Linked DNA regions of Mus musculus: region 2 is linked to region 1. The links are chromatin contacts, called in public Hi-C maps. All regions are on one chromosome and are shown on one strand. Each heading gives the region's core, a stretch centred on a gene start, on an enhancer-like site or on the middle of the called end of the contact. The rest is flanking DNA. Distances are from core to core; before and after follow the strand shown.

Region 1 (3,663 bases), core at 208-2,707:
CCCACCATGCTTGACTTTTTATGTGAATTCTGGAATCAAATTCAGGTCTTTTTGCTTGTGCGACAGGCACCTTACAGAATGAGTCACCTCCCCAGCCTGCCAGTGTCCTCTCTTGTTGGTACATAGGAAAGGGGCACCTTATTCTTGGAGCCATCTTACGCTCCTTGAAGAGTGGCATTCTTCTGATAGGAGAGAAATTTGAAAGGCACCGTGAAAGCAGGGATGGTGGACCATATCTGTAATCCAAAATTCAGGAATTCAAGAGCAGCCACCTCCATTATATACCTATTTCCATGTCAACCTGGGCTACGTGAGACCCTGTCAAAAACAAATAAAACAAACAAACAAACAAACAACAAGAACTGGAGTATAAATGGAGTTCTTTTGTTGATATTTAGCTTTTTTTCTTTTTAAGACAGGGTTTCTCTGTGTAACATCCCAGCTGTCCTGGAACTCACTTTGTAGCCCAGGCTGGCTTCCAACTCTCAGAGGTTCTTGGGCCTCTACCTCCCGAGTGCTGGGATTAAAGGTGCCATTCGGTTTCTAAGCAGTCCTTCCTTATCATGAGTTTAGCTCTTGGTTTGGGGAAATGGGCTCAGAGATGTTAACTTCCTGAATCTCACCCAGCCAGCAAGTGATAGACAGTCCTCAGACCCCAGGGGTGGTCTGACTCCTGAGCAGCAGGCTGCTGCTTTGACTGGCTTGAAAGAAGCCATATCCCATCCCTTGGCCTTAAGGCTCAGTGGGCTCCAGTGGGCTCCAGTAATCTTCTGTGGATGTCACACAGAGAGCTTGGGCTGTGACTCCCACATCCAAGTGGCTAATAGCCACAGGGCCAGGACAATCCCTGGAAGGTGACCCTGGGGTGGAGACAGGGCAGAGCCCTTGCTTCTCCATGCATGCAAGCAACCTGGCAGGGACTCAGCCAACCTGTGTCACAAGGTTCTTCTGCGCTAAAAGTTGGGTCACCAGCATGGGGGGACATGCTGGGGATACGAGGGCCTGAGGGAAACTGTGAACATATCAGGATCTCTCTTTTTGGACTGCCGGGGGAGGGGTGGATAGATATTAAACGCTACAGGAGCAGGATGAAGATGGCGGGGCTCCTGCACAGAGACGAGCTATGAGCTCCTCCAATGTGCAAAGGCTCTTGCCACCGTTCTCGCCAGTCCTAATGACCTTTATTCAGAGTCCAGAGCTGTCAATCCATACTTCTCCAGTCACAGAGCTAGGAGCCCGGCTAAACTACCCAGTAAGTCCCACTGCCTCTCCCATGGTGTCTACGTGTTAAATGGCATTTATCAATTTGGGGCAACAGGCCCTCAAAATAAACCCACATCCTGTTTGTAGTGCTGCCTCAGAGATGAATTTGTGATAACGGGACACCGGGGAACTGATCTCTTCTGTGACGCCCCACCCCCTCTTTCCTTCCTCTCTCCTCCTTCCCTGTCACAAAACCCCAGCAAGCTCCAGCCTGCCTACAGCCCCAGCCCCACGATGTCCTGTGACGTCTGTGGGGCTCTGCACCTCCTGCCTCGATGCCTTGGTTTCCTCCGCTGAGCAGCTGGAGAAGAATGAAACGTGCGCGCGCACGTGCGTGCGCATGCTCACCCACTTCATATACCTAAGGCAGACCAGTTGTGAGGTATCCCTGCAGTCGGCAGACTCTCCATGCTCGGCTTTGTGGGTCTCTGTCTCATTAAGGAAGCTGGTGTAGACAGTTCATACCTTATCTATCATGGCGGCTCAAGCTTTAAACCCCAGAACTCAGGAAACAAAGGGAGGTGAACCCCTGTGATTTCCGGGCCAGCCAGGATTACATAGTGAGACCCTGTTTCAAACAACAACAAACTAGCCGTCCACATTATCCCCCAGGATGCTCAGAATACCAAAGGTGGTGGTGGTGGTGGTGGTGGTGGTGGTGGTGGTGGTGGTGGTGGTGGTGGTGGCGACTCTGGGAGGCGGCTCCTGAGGTTGCCACCCTCTGCCCGCCAAGTGGGCACAATGGTCCTGTGGGCGTTACTGAAAAGGTGAGAGGGCGGTGGGCTAGTGTGTCTGCTCTGCCAGGGGCAGTTTGTCCAACAGAACACCTACTATCTATAGGTGTGCAAGGAGAGAAACGGGAATAGTCACATGGCTGGCTTAGGGATGCTTTTCCAGGTGTGTCAGCCATTAGCCAAGGGAGCCTGATTGAGCCTGATTCTAGTATCCCAGATGACCCAAGACTTCCAGCCCCGTGGCTTAGCAAGTCTGTGCAGTGCAACCGAGCTGGGTGGAGCCTGTGGGGACAGGCAGGTCACTTCTGGTCAGGCTCCCTTAGAGCCCGTGCTGGGGGAAGCAAAAGTCATGTCACAATGACAGAGATAGCAAGTAAGAGCCCAAGGTTCCACCGTGTCCCCCAGTGGTTCCCACCCCTTCAGAAGACTCAGAGCAGCCACTGCAGCATGAAACACCCAGGTCAGACCACAGACCACGCTCAAAGCTCTCCCACATCTCCCCCTCCCCCACTCCCAAGAAACAGAAACAACAAATACCTGTAGCTCTAAGCAGCTAAGTTTTCTTTCTCATTTTATGTGTGTGTGCTGGTGTGCATGTGTTAATAGGCACACTGCATGTATGTAGGCACACATATAGCCATGCATGTGGAGGCTTGAGGTTGATCTCCCATGCCATTCACTAAGACAGGGTCACTCCATCAAACCCAGAGCTGGCTCTAGGCTGTCTTCACTAGCCAGCTTGCTTTGGAGAACCCCTGTCTCTGCCTTCCAAGGCTGAAGTCACTGGTGTGCTGCTACGCTCACTCAGCATTTAACGTGGGCTCTGGGGATTTGAACTCTGGTCTTCAGGCTTGCACAGCAAGCGCTTTAAACAATAACCCAGCTCCTCGGCCCCTCAGCGGCTAAGCTTTGAGATGTGTTGTGCAGCAGTAAAATAGAATCAATCTCTCAGGGGGCCAAAGCAGGAGGATAGTTTCAGCCCTGGAGTTCAGGGTCAACTTGGGCTATGTAGCAAGACCTATGTGTGTGTGTGTGTGTGTGTGTGTGTGTGTGTGTGTGTACAGTACAAATCTAAGAGAGAACCGGGTTTGGTGGTGCACACCTTTAGTCTCACTGTTTGGGAAGCAGAGGCAGGTAGATGTAAGACGCAATGTGAGATGCCTTAAGTGTATTTTCATGCACATGTACTATAGAATACCATGTTAAGGTTGAAAAGAATGCGCAGGTTCTGCTGTGCAAAGCTGGCCAAGTTCCCCAGATGTACAGATAAAGGAAAGAAAGTCTTGCTGTATTGGCAGCACACACTTGTCATGTCAGCACTCAGGAGGGGGCAAGGAGGTCAACAGGCACTCAAGGCCAGGCTGGCCACAGGCATAGAGAAAAGCACGTCTCACCAAAACAAAGCAAACCAACCAAAAAAGGCAGCCTGGCATGGTGGCACCTGCTGGGAGGTAGAAACTGGGAGATCTTTGGCTACAGAGAGAGTTTGAGGCCAGCCTGGGCTACATCAGACCCTGTCTGGAAAAGAAATACAAAATAAAGTAAAGTGCAGTAAAGTCACAGACAGGGAGAAAATATTTGAAAAAGATGTGTCAGATGATGTATTGATAAGCAAGTTACATTCCATGTAAATTTAAATTCAATAAGAACTGCCCCCTTCCCAAAA
Region 2 (3,965 bases), core at 173-2,672, 110 kb after region 1:
ACCAAACAAACAAACTTTCCATTCTCCTGTTAGTAGATATCTGGACTATTTCTACTCTTGTGTTTCAAACTGTCCAGCTGTGACCTTCACTGTGTACATCTGCAGGACCTAATAGGTACCTAGGGTGGGGAATGGAAAGTTTTACTATGATGTTTTCCTAAGTAATTACAAAACAGAACTCTTTAAACATGCTTTCTCTTCCTAAATCTCCCCATCACCCTCTCAGGCATGCACGTTAACCCTCGTTCCCAGCCTCTTAGAACACTATGGGTAGGCAGTCTTTGTTTATGTAACCAGCTTTCTAACAGGCTACATATGCACATCCCTGTGTCCATACATGCACATCCCTGGATGTCTGGAGGCCAAAGGTCAGCCTCCAATGTTCTTTCCTTGACCTGGGAGGCCCAGAAAGGGTAAGCTAGCTGGAGGGGTCTCCTGTTCTTCCCACCCCCAGAATGGGGATTACAAACACGTGACGTCGCTGGGCGGGGGTAGCACACGGCTTTAATCCCACCACTTGGGGAGGCAGAGGGATCTCTGTGAGTTCAATGCCAGCTTGGTCTAGAGAGCAAGTTTCAGGACAGCCAGGGCTACACCAAGAAACCCTGTTTCGAAAGACAGAAGCAGAACACGGCATCGAGTCTGACATATTGACTATCTCCCTAGCCCTCAGGTTGCATTTTTCTTTAATTTTTCATTTTATTTTATGTGTATGGATGTTTTGCTTCCACATGTCTGTGTACCACATATATGTGCAGTACCCATGGATGCCAGAAGAGGGCGACAGATCCTCCTAGGACTGTGCTGGGAGTGGACCCCAGGTCCTCTAGAAGAGTTGCCAGTATTTGTAACTGCTGAGCCATCCAGTTGGTTGGGTCCAGATTGCTTCCTTTTAGTCACATAAAATAGTGCAACGAATATTTGAGGGTAGGATGAAGAGAGTTGAGCCAAGATCTCTCCATGTACCCCTGGCCGGCCCGGTACTCACTATGTCTATCAGGCTGGCCTTGAACTTGCAACAGTCTTCCGCCCTCTTCTATCTCCTAAGTAGGGTGCAGGCCTCTAAGCTACCAGGCCCATCAAAAGCTACGTTTTCAAACGTTGCTCTCTCCATTTTCCGGAGATAAGGAGATGAAGTACCAAGCTGCCTAGGGGATGGTTACTGGGTCTCTACGAGGGGGAGTCCAGGTAATTAATAACCAGAGTTCGAACCCAGTGATCTCCGCGTTTCGGATTCCCCATCCGAGGTCCTGGTGTCCATTTGGAGAGAGAGAAATGGATGAGATTTGGGATGGGGCGCGGGGCACGAGGGTGCTGTGGGAGAGCGTCTCTCCTCTCTGGCACCTCCCTGGGGCGGGGCCATCCGCAGCCTGAGGCTCCGCCCTCTCGCTCGGCCCTAACGGGACTGCGAGCGCCGGCGCTAGGACCCGGCGGGCTGGAGCTGCGGCGGGGCCTGGGCGGCCAGAGCGGCGCGGACCCCGGTTCTCGGCTCCCGGCGCCATGTGACGGGGTGCGGGGGCCGCGGGGGGCCGGGCGCTCCCCGGCGGAGGTGAGCCGGTGCTGCGCGGGGGCGGGCAGCAGAGCGGGAGGGGGCTTGTGCTTGCGCCTCGGCAGTGGGGAGCCGCTGATAAGGGGGGAGCCCCAGGGCTCCCCGAGACCCACTCTGCTTGCTAACTGCACCCCGAGATCTAGCGGGATTCTTTGGGCCTCTCGTGTTGGAGATGGGGCGACCCTGCCGCGGCCCCGCACCCCTCCCCTGCAGAGCCGGGGTCAGGATAGGATGCTTGACCCTAGGGTGCAGCGGCAGAAGATGGGGAGCGGGGCTGAGCCTCTCACGAGGCACTCGGGGGTACCCTGCTCCCGTCACCTGGAGAAGCCCCAGAGCGAGCTCAGGGTGCGGCCCTCACCCTCAGCCCAGAGCTCAGCCTCCGCAGGTCCAGCCTTGGAGCTGAGTCTAGGCTTCTGGGCTGCCACCTCCCCAGCGGAGTCAGCAGCTCCCCACCAGGCCTGGCCACTCCGAGCCGAACTAGATGTCTGGCGCACGCACAGGCTACAAGGGGACCCTCCCGGGAGACCCTTTCAGGCTCCGCCCTGTAAACAAACACTACAAGATTCCCCCCTCCCCCGCTTGCTCCTGCTCCCTGCGAGGCGCGTTGCCTCTCTGATCCCTCAGTCTCCTCATCTGTGAAATGGGGAGCAAGAGCACCTACCAGGCGTTGCCTTGAAAAGTGTGTAGGCAGGCGATGCTTTGCGTAGCTCCGGAGCATGTTTCGTAATATAAGGGAAGTCCCCGGCTTGGGGTCAAGAGGGGGAGGATTGTTTCTGGGACAGGCTTGTGCAGGGGCGGGCATTGAACGGAGTAACCCGAAGGCTTAGGATTTCTGATATAGTACTTTCAAGCCTTCGGCTCTCCTTTTCACAAATGCATGCATCTTTCCAGTCGCCCCAGGAGTTACCAGTTCTTATTCCCATTTCACAGATGAGGAAACTGAGGCTCAGAGAGGTCACATGGCTTGCTCGAGGCCCCCCAGCCAGTAAGTGTGGACCCGACATTCGCACTGGCACCTGATACGCTGTTCTGACCATGGCGTTCTCAGAGCAGGACCGTGACGGGCCTGACCGGGGGAACCGTAGTCCTGGCTGAGGGCACTGCTCAGGCAAAGGTGGGAAAGTGGGGCGTGGGCCTGGGACCTGGAGTGCTCCAAGTGTCTGGAGCACGGGGCATGCGCAAGACAGGGTAGTAAGACGGTGGTCTGTCTGGGAGCTGTGGCCAGACCCAGGGGAGCTTTGAATGCTGGAGGTGTCAGGGTTAATGGGGGCGACTCTAGGATTCTGGCCTCCTGTCTTCTGACCTAACGGTTTGAGTCCACGGACAAGCCACGCCTCCCTTCCATTAAGCCTGTTTCCTGAACTGCCCGCTGGGGACAGACAGAAGTCTGGGGTCTCTGACTGAAGATACTGGGATGGCACAGGGGAACCATGAAGCCTGGGGATGGTAGTGGGAGCTGCCACGGGGTGGGGTCGTGCTTGGCAATGGGAGGAGCCAGGCCTGGCCAATCAGGAGCGGTGTGTGTGGCACTCTAGCCTGGAGGTTTCTAGCTATTCCTGGAGTAGGAGTAAACCGCAGCTAGGTCAGGGGGCGGAGATAGTGACCGGAGCCGAGAGGCTCCCCGGGGAGCGCGCGCTCTGATCTGGGGATCCCCTTTGAGGATCCAGCCTAGTTTTCTTCCTCTCTATGCCAGCCCTTTTTTGCGTTTTTGGGCTGTAGCTGCCAGAGGAAGTGGGCTGGATGCCCTCTTATGGCCTGCTTACAGGTTGGGGCTTGGAAGTGTAGAAGGGCCAGGCCCAGTGGTGGGAGGGAAGGGAGGGTTATAGAGTGAGGCACACAGCTGGGCGGGGCAGGAAGGCTTGCCCTTGACCCCAAGATCACATTGACCAATGACCGAATTCACTGAGCCCTGGGGTTCAAAGGCCTGTGAGGAGGGTGTCAGGACCTAGGAAACTTTTGGACCATCCCTGCTTGAAGTATGAGTGGGAACCAGGACAAAACAGAAACAGCCCTGAACCTTAAACTTGGGAGAGCTGTTGGGTAGAGGCGCGACCTGAGATCCAGCCGCATCCAGGGGAGGGCCTCCGGCCATAACCCTTTCTGGTGGCTTGCAGGTGTGACCCCACAACCCTGCCCCCCGGGCCACCTGCCGGACGCTGGCCTCTACCCTTCAGCAGACGCCGGAGAGAGATGAGTAGCAACAAAGTAAGTCCTTCGTTTCTCACCCCAGTTTGAGCTGCTCGCACAACCGTCTGTGAAACGGACTTCTTTTAACCTGCCCAGGCTTTGGCGTCTTCACGCCAGCCCACACAGGAGAGTGGGTACCCAGGAGGTCTGGGTTCAAACTCTGCTTCAGCCACTGAGTGCACTCTCGCCTCTCTCTGGGCCCAAGGTCCTCTTTGATATCCAAAAGCTT

The links. A called contact is a pair of places that touch in the nucleus more often than the background predicts.
Region 2: a contact with region 1 is called in a Hi-C map of LSK cells, with 2.4 times the contacts expected there. The contact joins the promoter of St6galnac6 here to the enhancer-like site in region 1. A contact is called at or near these places in 3 of 39 promoter capture datasets (liver, macrophages and neutrophils), 5 of 484 Hi-C or Micro-C datasets (the G1E-ER4 cell line, LSK cells, liver and 2 more), 5 of 115 datasets of contacts at active chromatin or transcription factors (the SCID.adh cell line, effector CD8 T cells and embryonic stem cells) and 3 of 9 other capture datasets (adipose tissue, liver and pancreatic islet).

What each region holds. Positions count from the first base shown.
Region 1 is chr2:32,494,029-32,497,691 of GRCm38.p6, forward strand. No RefSeq gene overlaps it. Among named protein-coding and RNA genes, the nearest start is that of Fam102a, 39 kb to the right of the region's middle. Within about 2 kb of position 1,458, at least 108 of the 459 cell types and tissues checked have an H3K27ac peak or open chromatin away from gene starts, as enhancers often do. A contact at or near this core is called in the G1E-ER4 cell line, LSK cells, the SCID.adh cell line and 4 more, where this site is marked.
Region 2 is chr2:32,605,563-32,609,527 of GRCm38.p6, forward strand. It overlaps St6galnac6 (ST6 (alpha-N-acetyl-neuraminyl-2,3-beta-galactosyl-1,3)-N-acetylgalactosaminide alpha-2,6-sialyltransferase 6), which reads left to right and starts at 1,423. Exons shown (of 7, transcript NM_016973.3): 1 at 1,423-1,549; 2 at 2,480-2,534; 3 at 3,664-3,754. The coding sequence starts at 2,509. It overlaps Gm52551 (a long non-coding RNA gene), which reads right to left and starts at 2,339. Exons shown (of 2, transcript XR_003954025.1): 1 at 2,211-2,339.